Regions from separate parts of the Mus musculus genome. Here regions 2 and 3 are each linked to region 1. A link is a contact called in public ChIA-PET and Hi-C data. All regions are on one chromosome and are shown on one strand. The core of a region is the stretch at or near the end of the contact, and the rest is flanking DNA. Distances in the headings are between cores, read along the strand shown.

Region 1 (4,927 bases), core at 1,314-3,813:
AATCTTTCCAATATTTAAGTTCTTAATTTTATGATATTAACTTGATTGTTGGAAGAGAGCAGCAAGAATCGTATTGGTGATAAGACACACACACACACACTCACACACACACATACATCCACATGCACACACACACACTCATACACACATACATATACTCACATCCATATGCACACACACACACACACACACACACACACCTCATAAAACAAAACAAAATTACCCTGACATTTGAAATTCCAGAAAATCAGCCTGAAAGGTAGGCCCCGAAGACCTCCCAAGGGAAAGGTGTTCCTATGAACGACCAAGATCTCAGCAATGATTTGCAGCATAGTTCTGGGCAAGATGCCCCACAGTTACTTCCTTACTTTCCCTGGGTTTATGACAGACATAAAAGGGACCATGCCAGGGATCTATCAAAAACTACACAAGATGAAGGCAGCACATGACCCTTTTCATGGAGAACTGAGATGCAGTGATATGATTCGCAACCTTTCATTTACTTATTCATTCATTCATTTTTTATTATTCATTCATTTATTTATTTTTACACCACAGGGTTATCTTGATGTGTTTAACAACCTTAAAAAATCACTTAAAACTGACTCTTCATTTAAAAACATGCCTTATTTTCTACTTCCTTGTTTCCTTTTCATTCATTTTAAGAATTTTTACTAGTTAGGCACCTTTTTGTGTGTTTGTGTGCCAGGCAGTGTAGTCAATGATGATTAAGATCCAGGTCCTATCTTCCTTAGAGTGCTGACAGATTAATGGTAGCAATAGACTGTGGAGATGTAAAACATTCAACAATTGTGTACCAAACAACTGCTTTAACTGCTTTGAGTGCCAGGGACTTTTGGGGACCTTTTTTTCCCCTCTTTTTTCCCCCCAATGAATAAAACCGAATTTCTGATTTCACTGAGCTTTAGTGGCTGGAGAGATAGCAAATGCAAAAACCTAGAAATTCTTTAACTGAGGTCTAGGTAAGCATTATGGGGAAAAGGAGAAAAGAGAGAGTGTGTCTAAGTTACTGGTTAAACTTTTGCTGGGAGATAATGTTTCAGCAGGGTCTTGAAGAAAGTAGGGCATGGTAACAAGCCTGTAAAAGTCACAGGGGAAGGGCAGAAGGTGCAGCCACTGCTACAAAACTTGCTCAGCAGGGACATGACCCCAGGGTAACCTTGAGCCCATGGAGTCTCAGTGAAACATTGAAAGGAAGAGAAGTTTGCAGGAAACTAGAGGCAGAGGATAACTTAGTTACATATAAGAGGGTCACAGAATGATGAAGAGGAGAGATACGATTGGAGTCTAAGGCAGCAGAATGGAAGCAGACATCAGTCTTTCAAACCTGCTACAGAAGACTTGCGATTCCATGTACTGAGTCCAGAGCACGGCACTCTGTGACCTCATTACTGCTTCCTAGACATCCTTCTGGTGATGGAGTCTCACCATTCCATCAACCTGAGATGCAATCCCAATCTAATGGGTTAAAATTTGCACCCGAGATGATGTAACTTGTTCTTGCTTTGCTCAGTAGCTCACGAAAGTAATAGGGTTTACGATGAATTACAGTCTTCCTTCCTCTCTGCTTCACCTTCAAGACAGCCATTAGCATTGTTTAAGGCTTTGACTCTCCTGGAAATAATAAGATACAGTATCGCAGATATCAGATCCATCAGAGATAGCAGACAGTAGAACTTTCTGTTATTTGGTTTATCTATTTACTTTATTATTGTTTCCTGTGTTTGACTTAGTAGATATTTGCACTTATAGAGCTGTATTTATTTGTAATATATATATATATATATATACATACACACATACATACACACACATATATATGTATACATATATATGTATGTGTCTTTGTACAAGTATTTATGCCTATATGTATGCTTACACCTATGATTTCGTGTGATACCATGCAATAAGAGAGCCACTATTTGTTACCTCTTTGTACAGCATTTCCCTGATGTATAATTTAAACCCCTCAGTAAACATCTGATGGGGAACTACTCATATTATAAAGACAAAGGTACAATAGGTTCAATTTACTAAAGACCTAGCAGGAACCAAAATTCAGCCCCAGGTCAGCAGGATACAGCAGTATCAAACACACGCAGAGCGTGTTTGATAGCAAGAGAATTTACTGCTAAGAAAATGACATCAGGTTCAGAAATCTTCACGTCCCAAATCACATTTCTGTTAACCTGTTGAGCATTTCTCGAGATTCCCTGTAAGGAGAGTGAGTTTATTTCGGTGAACACATAAGTATTTACATCAGTATGACTTCATTTTTTTTTTGGGTGGGGGGAGGAACTATACAATGCCGATCTGCAGTTTATTCTCTTTGTTAGTCCGTTGCTTCCTGATAAATAGAAGATTGCAAAAAGCTGTTAAACCTCATTCAAGGAAACACTCAGTCCTCAAGCTTTCACAAGCTTTTGTAAAACCTAGTGAGCTGGGTGAAAAATCCCTGGCTGGGAGTAGAGTATCGTGAACAGATGAGCTCACCCCTGGTATGCAAAGCTGCCGAATTAGCTGGTTAAACAGGCTGCTGAGATAATTACATTGTCTGTTTTGTGACACATTACACCGGTGCACTTGAGATTAACCTGTTCTCTTGTGTCTATTCTGATCAGTTTTTTAGACAGCCTTTTATCTGATGAAGGCTCAGAGACATCAAAAGAGAAAGGGGCGTGGGTGAAAAGAAAGCCCACATTAAGCTGAAGAGTTAAAATTTCTATTTAAATTTCTGCACCCATATTCCTTATTTCCATAACTTTGGTTGCTCTCTAGAGACCTCTGCTGGAAATTATGGATATGAAAATAATCACACTTAAAGAATTCATTGTTTGCATTTTACCGTAGCTATTACATCATAAGCCCTATAACTAATTTTAAGAAGGAAATTTCAATGTTATATCATAAGCATAACACACTTACTACAGAGCTATATTCAGACCGAAGTGCTATGTTCGGAAAGTTTCTTTTTTTTTTTTCCCCAATTTTTATTAGGTATTTTCTTCATTTACATTTCAAATGTTATCCTGAAAGTCCCCTATACGACCCCCCCCCCCTGCTCCCCTACCTACCCACTCCTACTTCTTGGCTCTGGTGTTCCCCTGTACTGAAGCATATAAAGTTTGCAAGACCAAGGGGCTTCTCTTCCCAAATGATGGCCGACTAGGCCATCTTCTGATACATATGCAGCTAGAAACATGAGCTCTGGGGAGTACTGGTTAGTTCATATTGTTGTTCCACCTATAGGGTTGCAGACCCCTTTAGCTCCTTGGATACTTTCTCTAGCTCCTCCATTGGGGGCTCTGTGTTCCATCCAATAGCTGACTGACTGTGAGCATCCACTTCTGTGTTTGCTAGGCCCCGGCATAGCCTCACAAGAGACAGCTATATCAGGCTCCTTTCAGCAAAATCTTGCTAGTGTGTGCAATGGTGTCAGTGTTTGGAGGCTGATTATGGGATGGATCCCTGGGTATGGCAGTCTTTAGATGGTCCATCCTTTCGTCTCAGCTCCAAACTTTGTCTGTGTAACTCCTTCAATGGGTGTTTTGTTCCCAATTCTAAGAAGGGGCGAAGTGTCCACACTTTGGTCTTTGTTCTTCTTAAGTTTCATGTGTTTTGCAAATTGTACCTTGGGTATTCTAAGTTTCTGGGCTAATATCCACTTATCAGTGAGTACATATCATGTGAGTTCTTAGAAACAGAAGGTACTCTACCCAATTAATTCTATGAAGCCACAATTACTCTGATACCTAAACCACATAAAAACCCAACAAAGATAGAGAACTTCAGACCAATTTCCCTTATGAATATCGATGCAAAAATACTCAATAAAATTCTTGCTAACCGAATCCAAGAACACATCAAAACAATCATCCATCATGACCAAGTAGGCTTCATTCCAGGGATGCAGGGATGGTTTAATATACGGAAATCCATCAATGTAATCCACTATATAAACAAACTGAAAGTTTCTAAAGGCATCTGCAGGCTAAATTTGAGCTGGTAGTCAGTAAGTATGCACCCACACTCTAAGAGTCCACTCTGTGCTTAGCAATGATAAATTTTGGCTTGTTATTTTTATATTTTTGTTAATGTTGTCAAAGTTTAAGTAGAATTATTTATTTTGAGATTAAATGTGGTAGATATAAACACCAATGAAGATAATAATAATAACCACACACAAACAACTCTAAAACCTGTCCCTAAAGAGTTTTATGGGCCCTTTTTATGGACATCATTATACTTACAAGGAAAATTATTTAGACATTCTGATTATGTGGGAATGTAGTAAACATAAGATTTCATCACAGTGATAATTTAGATAACGGACAATTAAGAGAATAAATAGAAATACTACCCATTAACAACCTCTGGCAACTCAAATTGAATTTTACCAACTATTGAGCTTCTGGCTATATGGAGTTGCAATTTAAAGCAGGTATAATAGATTTTAACAACTAAACAGTGTTTGTTACACTGTACCAACTAAGATATTAGTTAAATGGGGCAAGAAATGTCCCTTCGTGTTAATGAACATCAAATTTAACTCCTGCTGTTCTTCCTCTTCCACTTCCCCATCCCCACCCCCAGGAACAGCTGTACTTGACTTGATAGATCAGCATTCAGATGGGTTTCCTGGAAAAATATGTTTTTGGAATAAAGCTTAACTTGGCCAGATCTGTCTACTTTCTATGCTCTCAGTTTGTTTTGAAGGATTTGAAAATATTGGCATCTTTCTTCCTTTAGAGAGTCCATATTGTACTGTCAGATATGAGAAGCTTTGCCAACCTCAGTTGGAGATGTCTGCATCAGTGTTTCAGAACATGCTAACACGAGATCACTTCTAGATGTCATCTGTCTCGTGAATAATTGTTTTAAATATTTTCAGCAAGAGAAATAAAAA
Region 2 (4,927 bases), core at 761-3,260, 230 kb before region 1:
AGATGTGGGGATCCAAAGCCCTTTTCTGTTCTTTGTGAGCACTGAGAGTGCTTGCTGTGCATAAAATAAGGGTAGGCAAAATACTCATTTATATAAAATAAATTTTAAAAATTAGCTTTGACCATAGGCTGGTTTTAGATTTTTATTACTATGAGAGAGATTGCGAAAACAATAGAATCACTTAAAACATTTGCAAAGTAGACTGCTAATGCTCAAGGAAATTTAGTTACTGTCTAGTAAAATCTAAATATAACCCAAAATACGCCTTGACATACCATTAGGTCAGATACTGAGTTACGTTTCAAATATGTATGTTAGAAATTAAAAAGCAGATCATCAAAGGCATTATCCTAATTCAGGGTTTGACCCTCATTTTAATAATGAAATCAACTCATGTCTACAGCAACACTTTTTCATTAAATTCTAAGAAAAATATTGACATTCACTTTGACATTGTTTAGCATATCGTTTTCTTTGTACATACCTCTTAAAGTCAATGCATTGTAAAATTACCTTGCCTTACTGTGTCCTCATCATAACCTACCCATACTATAGCAATTGGAAGGCCCTTCCACTGATAAAATCACGTGACTTGTGGCAAATAAGCCTAAATAAATACTGTATTGATTTCTAAATACTCTAAAAATGTTGGAGTTTTTTTTTTTTTACAATGCTTTATGACCTCCCAATATTTGACATTTTTTTTAGCTCAAGAGATTTGTTATTTATGTCTAATTGTCAGTTTAAAGCAATTTTGTCCTATAAAAGGGAACCAAACCAGATGTGCCACACAAATGCCCATCTGTTAAAGTATCTTCCTCCCTATTGTACATTTGAAAAAAATTCAAAGAAGAGAGAGCTGTCTTGATTACTCATATCCTTGTTATTTTAAGGGCTGTGTGATACACACACACACACACACACACACACACACACAAATCAGAATCATCAGATGCCCGTGTGTTTTCCAATGATTTAAATAAAATGATTTAAAAATAGCAAATAGTGCAATGATTGTTACAACCCAATTTCCCAGTGAAAACTATCTCATTTATATAAGTTGTATAATTACACCTTTATTATAAGAGATCCCTCTAGAATTCAATCTTGTGGCTTACACATCCTTTGAATATATTTGCACATTTTTCTCTCTATTGGGCTGGTAAAGGAATCCATGGGGATTATAAAGGTATAGGCTTCTTGCCCTCAGAGAATTGGATAAAACATTTGGCCTTTTTCACTTACAGTTCTCAAAATTTCTGACGTATTAATCTGGCTTGCATGGAAAGGTCAACCTTTGTCTATATTGCTAAAGATATAATGTCAATTGCTCTAATTATAACCCTCATATGAAACAGTGTATTGACTATGTCAAATACAACTCATTCTGTTTTTCTCTCTTCTGTAGGTGTGTGTGTGTGAGTGTGTGTGTGTGTGTGTGTGTGTGTGTGTGTGTGTGTGTAAATATACGTATGCACTGGGACCTGAGGTCACTGCTTAGGATCAACTGGCTAGGCAGCGTGTCCAGGGCATTCACTTGTTTCTTCCATCACACCAGTCCGCAGCATTGTGCTTACAGACATGCACTGCCATTCCTGGCTTATTACAGGGATACCAGGGATCTGAGCTCAGATCCTATTGCTTCTGAGTACTTTGCCAACGGAGCCGGTTTCAGCCCAAAAGACTTCATTCTTTAAAGCTCAGATCCAGTGGTCAATAAGATAATCACACTAGATTATAGGATGCCAACTAGTACAACTCGTATTTATGGTGACAGTGTGTTTTAAAGGTAGTATTAATTGTCCTGCAGGTTTCCTATGAACAGCACTGTTTGAAACTGATCTTAGGCCAGCACCTGGCCTATTTTCTAGGTCATCTCCCAAGTGTGAACTTTCCCCACCCTCGCCCCCTCCTTTCCTTTCTGGGGGTGGTTGATAGAACTGGATCACACTGATAATCACACCAACAGTATCAGTTGCACACATACTTTGCATAACCGTGGAGTTCCTGAGTCCACCCATCCAGCCCTGATAATGACACCCCAGTGTCTCTGCCCTCTGCACAGAGGAGAGGGGATACTATTCTGTTGCTTTTCCCTGACAGAAGGTTGTGACCACCAGATAAAAGCGACTTTGGCTCGCCCCAGCTACTATGACAATCTGTCAAAGTTGACCAAAACAAACTCCTCTTTTCCCACCTATGGTAATAACCACTACTATCTACTTCACCTCCTACTTCTTTATACAACAAATCCTAACTTTATCAGCACATGCAACCCTGTCTTACAGGTAGAAGTGGTTGTGCTACTTTGAACCTTCCTGTACATTTCTAGAAAAACAATATTCATGAGAAGTTTCTTTAGTGGTACATTTTCATCTCATGGAGCTAATTTTGTTTCACTTTAGTGTAAACGCATTTGTTATGTCAGCTTGGACCCCTTCCTTCCCATTCTTTCTCTGGTCTTATAAGCTCTAGAGAAACTGGAAGGACTCATGGATCACTGTGCCATTGTTCAGAAAACTCTGCAGATGTTGATCTAGTTCCAGGGATTGCTAGCAGTCTCAAGCTTCTGTGGATGCTGGCACGGACACTCTTAACCCTAACTAGGTCTGCTTTCACATCTTCCCAGCAACACCAAATCTTCATGCAGGATTCGGGCAGAAGTAGAGAGGCTCCACACCAGTCTCAACTCATGAAACAACATAGCGGGGCATTATTTGGGACTGTTTATTGATTGATTGATTTTTGTAACTAACCTCCATTCTTTATGTTCCTTACTTGAACATAGTAGTCAAACATATAGTCTTCATCTATAGCCATTTCTGTCTTGGGAGAAAAAGCAAGCAAATAAACACACAGTGTAGAGTTCACTTTCACTATGTAAATGTTTAGAAAGTGACTAAAATTTTATTCATGGCATAAATCATCAGTCAGTGATATCCCGGTAAAGTGCAATATGGTTAACCTAGGACTCATATAGGGTCTGCCTTAAGACTAGAATTTGAATGTGTGTGAGCGTGAGCATGTGCACACGCGTGTGCACACACACACACAGACTTTTATACTTTATATAATGACTTAAATGAAATCAACTTATCTGCTTTCAGACAAATGCTGTTTGGACATCTATGTTTTCCGAGTGCATTGCTTTCTTGTAAAGTCGGTTATTATAGTACTTCAGCATGAGACAAGAAAAAAAAAAACAGTTTAAGAATAGAAATTACATGGGCCATGGATTCAACTCACTTGGTATAGAATGTAAGATTTCTGGAACCCATATAAACAGTTAGGTGTGATAGCATGGGCAGGAGTATTCTTGGGGCTCATCACGCATCCTGTCCTGATGAGTGAGTTCTGCATCCCACTGGGAGACCCTGTCTTAAAAGACAACATAGATGTTCCCTAAGGAGCAGCACGTGAGTTGTGTCCTGGGTTTTGAGAGGACATGTGCACACACTGTGCCCACATGAAGAAAAATAGAAGTTGCATCAAAGGAAAAGTTTATATGATATTTGTTAAATCTAGAAAGTTCCGAATTGGGTTTCTATTGTTGTTCCTTCAATGTATGCTTCACATATGTATAATAATGAGAAGTATCACCCCTGTCTCCTTCCTTCTTAGATTTCACTATAGCCCCTTCCTGTGGTTTTGTATCCTTTTATACCTTCGCAGTTTCTCTAGCTCCTTTTCTTACCTTCACAAATCAGAGAAGCAATTTATAATACAGCTATGACGAAAATATGTACACCCTCTAAACTCCTTATGGTTAATAATGGTAAGAGAGTCTGACACTTTATGTGTGTCTATTTCAAACAGCTGTAACATTTGAGATATCTAAATGTGTGTATCTGGTTTTTGCTTAGGGGATTCATTGAGAAATCAAAAATAAACAATAAAATAAGACATTTTTCATAATAATGAGGAATACTGATACCCGAGTTCCTCGAGCACTTTACAGTGTGCAGATCAGTTCATTTTGCTTCCCAATTTAGGCATTCAGTGCAAGGATTCTTGGGGACATTGTCACTTGAACAAAGCAATATAAAAGTAGATATCAAAAAGCTGGACTTTTCTGAAAATAATCCTGCATGAGTCTACTTCTATTGGATTATGTCAATTCTTCTTTACAGTGGACAGAAAAGGAAAACGTAGGAATGTTCTTTATCTTCCAGAGGTCTAATTTGTTTAGTTTCAAGGCACCACTTAGAGTTGCTTCGCTTGTTTCCTACTTTGTATTATTGCTGTCTTCAATTTTTGTGGTTTGCGATTTGGTTTTGTTTGGTGGTACAGGGTATTGGAGCTAGAGTCTCGTGCATGCTGGGCAATTGGTTCACCTACGCCTCAAACCCCAGCTCATGCATCACCTGCCCTTGTAGGTGTAATTTCCCCTGCTGATTTTGTCTTTTGAAAGTCTTTCAGCTGAATTTGGAAGATGATGTTATTAACATTATTATCAATGGAAATGTTGGCATGATAAGAGTTAGGTTTATAATGCAGGTACGATGTCTGCCTTGTTATCCATCATATCCATCATGCATAAAAGATGCACATAACACACATTTTTGGAGCGATGAAGGAAGCACAATTCTTAAACTTCATCAGGTCATACACCAGAAAAATAAAGTACATCACTGAGAGTGCCCTGGGTGTGTTCATTATTAGACATTTTCCTAAAACCTAACAAAAGTGTGTTTGCAGCAATTGGAAGAAGCATTGGCTTATATAAATGTTCTTTCTCTGCCCCCTCTCTGGTTATAAGGACTCTAAACACACACACACACACACACACACACACACACACACACACATGAGTCAGCCTAATTTAAATATACCTCTCATATACCTACTTTAAACACTTAACATTCTTCTCTCCAGTCCACAACCACACTAATAAAGAGAGGCAAGTTATTTATGATAAATTTTGACT
Region 3 (4,927 bases), core at 1,016-3,515, 130 kb before region 1:
CTGGAACTGAGAGGTAACGGGTCATGTGTTGGGACTTAGGCCAATAATGATAGTCGGGGTTAATTTGTATGAGCTACCTGGAAGTCTGCCCAGCTATAGTGCCTAAGAGTCTTAGTGTCTTTATTCATCTCCTGGCAGGTCCAAGAAATCCCACTATAACTGTCACCATAGCAAGCAGTTGACAAGTAACACTACTTTTCAGGATATGTGATAGGGATACAGTGATAGGGAACTGGCTGTCATTTTTCAGGACAAGACCACAGACGATACTAATACCGCAGCTGTTTATTGCCTCTAATGTTAATCAAAGAAAATAATGCATTAGAGTTTGAGGGCCTTGAATTAGAGGCTACTCTTTATTTTTGTTTCCCATCTCCTGTCCAAGATCACGGACCTCCTTGAGGCTGTCCTTCTGTTGGCTTCCTCTTACCAAAACAAGAAGTAAATTTTATTCTGTTGTTATTTCACTGGGTTCTGTCCTCCAGTTATCATTGGAGACACAAAAGGCAGTGATGTTTCATTTGTTCATGTATATTCATCCTCTAGTTGACAAATGATATCCAGTAATAACACAAACTTGTTTGAGATCTACACAAAGGATGAGAGTGACGAAGACTTTGCTAAGAGTAGTGATGTGACAAAATTCCAGCATGTGAGCAGCATTAGACTTGAGCCTTGTAGGTCTTAGGGAATGGGTGGCAGACCTATTTTTTAAATATAGGAGTGTTGTTCTTGTTACAACCATCCTTAAGCTTTTTGTAATTCTTTGTGTGCATTTTATTAAACAACCAAAGGGACTTTCAACACACTGTCCTGGACACTGGTAGCTCATTAGGAGGCAGGTTTTGAAAAAGCTCAAGTAGGAGAGAGTTCAGCTTGATGGCTTTCCTCTAGTGATGAAAATTCAGAGTAAGAAGGGCAGAGAGACTAGAGAACACTGAAAGAGAACTTGTCTCTCACTTAATTTTTATCTAGTTTCTTGTATCTATTATGACAGAGCATAGATTTGGATAATCTATTCTTTTAGCAAAATTGAATGCAGACAATGTTAAAAAGCCAACCCTCAGGGAGGGGTTGATCTCGTTTAGGATGTTAGGCTAAGAGAATTTAAGATTTCGTTAATTTTTAAACATATATTGTGAAAGTTAATGCTTTTTGTTTAAACAAAACAAAAAAAAATCACTTTTACTAAGAGGAATTTAGTGGAAGAATGTTTAGCTCTCAGTGTACTAGAAACAGAGGAAGAGCCAGGCCTGGGGAGAGACTGAAGCGAGACAGTGACAGAGACCTGGGTGGAGAATAGGACCCAACTCTCTGGGAAGGTGTAATTAAAGACACCACCAACCATGCCTGTCCTGGGGCCAGATTCCTGAACTTCTATCTGGTGGATCTTCACAAGTGACAGAAAGAATGGAGAGTTGATAACTACTCAGATCTTTGTGTTTTGGTCAGCAATGCAGAAAAACCTCCTTGTGGGGATGAGCAAATCTTAAAACTCAGCGGCCTGTTCCCACAGCAAGGGAAATTGATACCAGACCAGAGAAACAGAACTCGTTTATCACAAAGAGCAATACCTTCTCCAGGGAGCAAAAGGGTCATCTCTAGGTTGGCTTGTGTGATCCAGGATTGAAGACATTTTTTGAGTACTTATTTTAGATGCTCAAATATCAATTTCAACTGAAAGGCCATGGCCCACTTTATTATGCAATAGCTAACAGGTTCGGGAAGACCTATACGTTTACTGTGACTCATTTTGCAATTTTATAACGATTAAAAAAGACAGCAATTTTTAAAAAGACTCTGCCTTCCTGATAATTATATTTCTTGCAATAATCATATTAGTATGGATTTATGTAAAAGGATGTAGTTTATATTCTACAACCTGTAGACAAAATATAACATCAACATTAAGATAACATCACTATTCTTTTTTTACCTTATGAGATATAAAACCTTCTTTTGAATTTCATGGTATATTGAACTCATTCAAGTTTCACTTTAATTCACTAATGCTCAGTTTTAACTTCAGCCATAATCTGGGTTTGGCTCGTCTCATTTTCTTCTTAGGATTCAGTGATGTGGAGAAAGGGTAACGAAGATGTCAGATGTTACATGCAATTAACATAAAAAGCATAGTTGATGAATCAGAGTGGTATTTCTGAGGAGGATGACTCAACAAAGGCTTGCTGGTCAAACCTTAGTCACTCTCAGAGATCTCTTTGCAGATACTGTGGGTAAAATGCCTTTGAGCTAGATCTTTCTGAAGTACCTAAGTACGGCCTTGGCAAAGCATGCCTTTCCAGGCACCAACTGTCATCAATCTATCTCAGAGGATGTGAGCTAAGTTTTCTTGGAATTTAGTATCATGGAAAGTGTTTACACACTGAGTTCTTTTCCTATTTAGGTTGTGAGTAGGTCCTTTTTGCTTAGCACTTGGAATTCCAGAAAATTACTTAAGACTAAGGACTTTTCTTTAAATTTCAGTTTCTCTGGTTGGATTATGGGAACAATATAAATTCTACCTCTTAAAGGAAGTGTCAAGTGGTCAGGTGTTGGGGTGCCAAGAAGATGGTTCCCTCCTCTTTTCTGCTCTGTTCCTCCAGGTATGTGTTTTACCTTTCTGGCTCACCACTTTTATAAATCTCCCTTTGTTCTCCCAATCACCAGTGACTAATGTTCTCACAGTTGGTCAGAAGTTATACTCCCATACCCAGTGACTATGAATTCCATAGAGCAAATGGAAGTCCTTAAAAATGAAATTTGTACTTTATCTGAATAAAGTAATGTTAGGAAAAGACAGACAGTTGAGAATCAATAATATTTATCACAGATCTTCCTCAGGAAATATTAGGATGGCTGTGTTAATATTTTTCAAATTGCTTGTATGTTATCAATTTTATTGTACTTATTTCCTTAATGTCTTAGAAATATTTTTAGGGTTACAAGATGTGATGGTTAGAGTTGACTAATAATTTGAAAAAAATCTAGAATCTCATGGGAAATGGGTCTTTGGGTATGACTATGGGAGGTTTTGTTAATTTTTTTAAAAATGTATATACAATTTTATTTTTTAATTATGTGTATGTGTGTACGTGCATACATGTGTGTGTGTGTACCTGCATGAATGCTGGTGCACTTGAAATCCAGAAGAGGGAGTCAGATCCCCTAGAGCTGGAATAACAAAATGTCAGATACTACCCAACACAGGTGGTGGAAACTGGTCCTAAGACCAATAAGTGATTTTAACCACCTTCACTCACACTTATTTTACTGTGGGTGTGTTTGCACTGTCAGAACAGATCTGTGGAGGTCAAAGGACAACTTGAGGGGTTGGTTCTTTCCATCAACACTTGGGTTCTAAGGAGGAAAGTCAGGTCATCAAGCTTATGTTACAAGCTCTTTTACCCACAGAGCCAGCCCTTAGTTATGTTAATTGAGGTAGGATGACCCCCTACTGTGTGCCACATTGTGCATTCACCCTTCCCTGTTTCCTGATTTTATATTACATGTAACCAATTGTTTCCATGCTACCTTCCCACCAGGATGAATTAAAACTTGAACTGTGGGCTAAAATAAACCTTTCTCTCTCAAGTTGTTTCTGTCAGTTTTCACAACAGAAAAAGATTAACTAGGACACAGGAGACTGACTGCTCTGATCTACCAGAAAATATGGCTGGATTCTGGATTTTCAGGTAAAAGGGTCAGATGTTAAAATCAGAAGAGGAAGAAAGAAAGAATGACAGAAGGAAAGAAAGAAAGAGAGGGAGGGAGAGGGGGAGGGGGAGGGAGAGGGAGAGGGAGAGGGAGAGGGAGAGGGAGAGAGAGAGAGAGAGAGAGAGAGAGAGAGAGAGAGAAAGAAAGAAAGAAAGAAAGAAAGAAAGAAAGAGAAAGAAAGAAAGGAAGGAAGGAAGGAAGGAAGAAAGGGAGAAAGAAAGAGAAAGAAAGACAAAAAGACAGGGAGAAAGGAGGGAGGGAAAGGGAAGAAAGGACAGAAAGAAGAAAGGGGGAAATAAGAAAAGAAAATGTATTTTAATGCCTTGTTAAATATACTTGAATTTTCTATTATTTAAATATTTAAAATTAGGAATAATTGTGATCTTCCACTTTATAGACTACAAACCTATAAGATTTAAAGCCATAGAACATGGATGTTTTCCCATGAGATCACAGACAGCTTAATGGGAGAGACAGACATTGAATCAATATATTATTAAATCTAACTTCTTTGCACTTAATTCCTATTCTGTGTTATAACACACCCTCTAAAAATGAAAGCAGATTTCATTTTCAGCGTCAGTTAATGCAGAAGAATCTACGTACTTTACTTATGGGGTGTTGGTTTTCCTTCACAACTTTACAACAACAGATCAGCCATCTCACAGTGTGAGTAACTTAAGAGTCTAATTACCCTTATTCAGATAGAAAATGTGGATAAATCTCAAGCTAAAGGAAATGATGGCAGAAAAAAGTCTCCATTCCTTCAGGGTCCAGGGCAGGCGATGGCCTCTGGGCATTCTTCCAGGCTCTTCTGCCTCCAGGCCTTGCTTGGTCCATCCCACCAGCTCTCAATAGGAAAGAAACACTTTATTTTTGACCTTACTCTTGGGCTCTGCTCAGTGGACTTGAAAATTAGTGATTTCCTTGCTCCCTGGTCCTTCCTGTGTCTGAGGAGCAGACATGGTATGATTCTTTTCTTTTCTACTCAACAGAGCACAACCCACCAGCTATCCAGCCTGAGTTCAGCTTTTGGAACCCTGCCTGGGCCAAGAGGCCCTGGAAAACACTTGATATTCTTAGCCTGTCTCTTTCCTCAACTGAAGAAACAGAGAGGGGGGGAAATTGATATATACCACATAAGGTTAAAATTTACTTTAATAGTCTTGAGACTCAATTCCTCAATTAACAATTCTTTGAGACATTTGACCTA

The links. ChIA-PET counts read pairs in DNA pulled down with a chosen protein or histone mark. Hi-C and Micro-C count contacts between places; a contact is called where the count stands out from the background.
Region 2: a contact with region 1 is called in an SMC1A ChIA-PET map of the G1E-ER4 cell line, with 5 read pairs. The contact joins two enhancer-like sites. A contact is called at or near these places in 1 of 15 datasets of contacts at CTCF or cohesin (the G1E-ER4 cell line) and 3 of 484 Hi-C or Micro-C datasets (Th1 cells, cortical neurons and group 2 innate lymphoid cells).
Region 3: a Hi-C map of the Ba/F3 cell line shows a contact between it and region 1, with 4 times the contacts expected there. The contact joins two enhancer-like sites. A contact is called at or near these places in 7 of 484 Hi-C or Micro-C datasets (the Ba/F3 cell line, CD8 T cells, Th2 cells and 2 more) and 1 of 115 datasets of contacts at active chromatin or transcription factors (acute myeloid leukemia).

The regions. Positions count from the first base shown.
Region 1 is chr1:69,329,462-69,334,388 of GRCm38.p6, reverse strand. No RefSeq gene overlaps it. Among named protein-coding and RNA genes, the nearest start is that of Gm28497, 99 kb to the left of the region's middle. Within about 2 kb of position 2,563, at least 47 of the 459 cell types and tissues checked have an H3K27ac peak or open chromatin away from gene starts, as enhancers often do. A contact at or near this core is called in the Ba/F3 cell line, the G1E-ER4 cell line, embryonic fibroblasts and 1 more, where this site is marked.
Region 2 is chr1:69,556,949-69,561,875 of GRCm38.p6, reverse strand. The region is part of intron 5 of Ikzf2 (IKAROS family zinc finger 2); the gene reads left to right. Among named protein-coding and RNA genes, the nearest start is that of Ikzf2, 130 kb to the left of the region's middle. Within about 2 kb of position 2,010, at least 16 of the 459 cell types and tissues checked have an H3K27ac peak or open chromatin away from gene starts, as enhancers often do. A contact at or near this core is called in the G1E-ER4 cell line and group 2 innate lymphoid cells, where this site is marked.
Region 3 is chr1:69,458,644-69,463,570 of GRCm38.p6, reverse strand. No RefSeq gene overlaps it. Among named protein-coding and RNA genes, the nearest start is that of Gm28497, 30 kb to the right of the region's middle. Within about 2 kb of position 2,265, at least 35 of the 459 cell types and tissues checked have an H3K27ac peak or open chromatin away from gene starts, as enhancers often do. A contact at or near this core is called in the Ba/F3 cell line and embryonic fibroblasts, where this site is marked.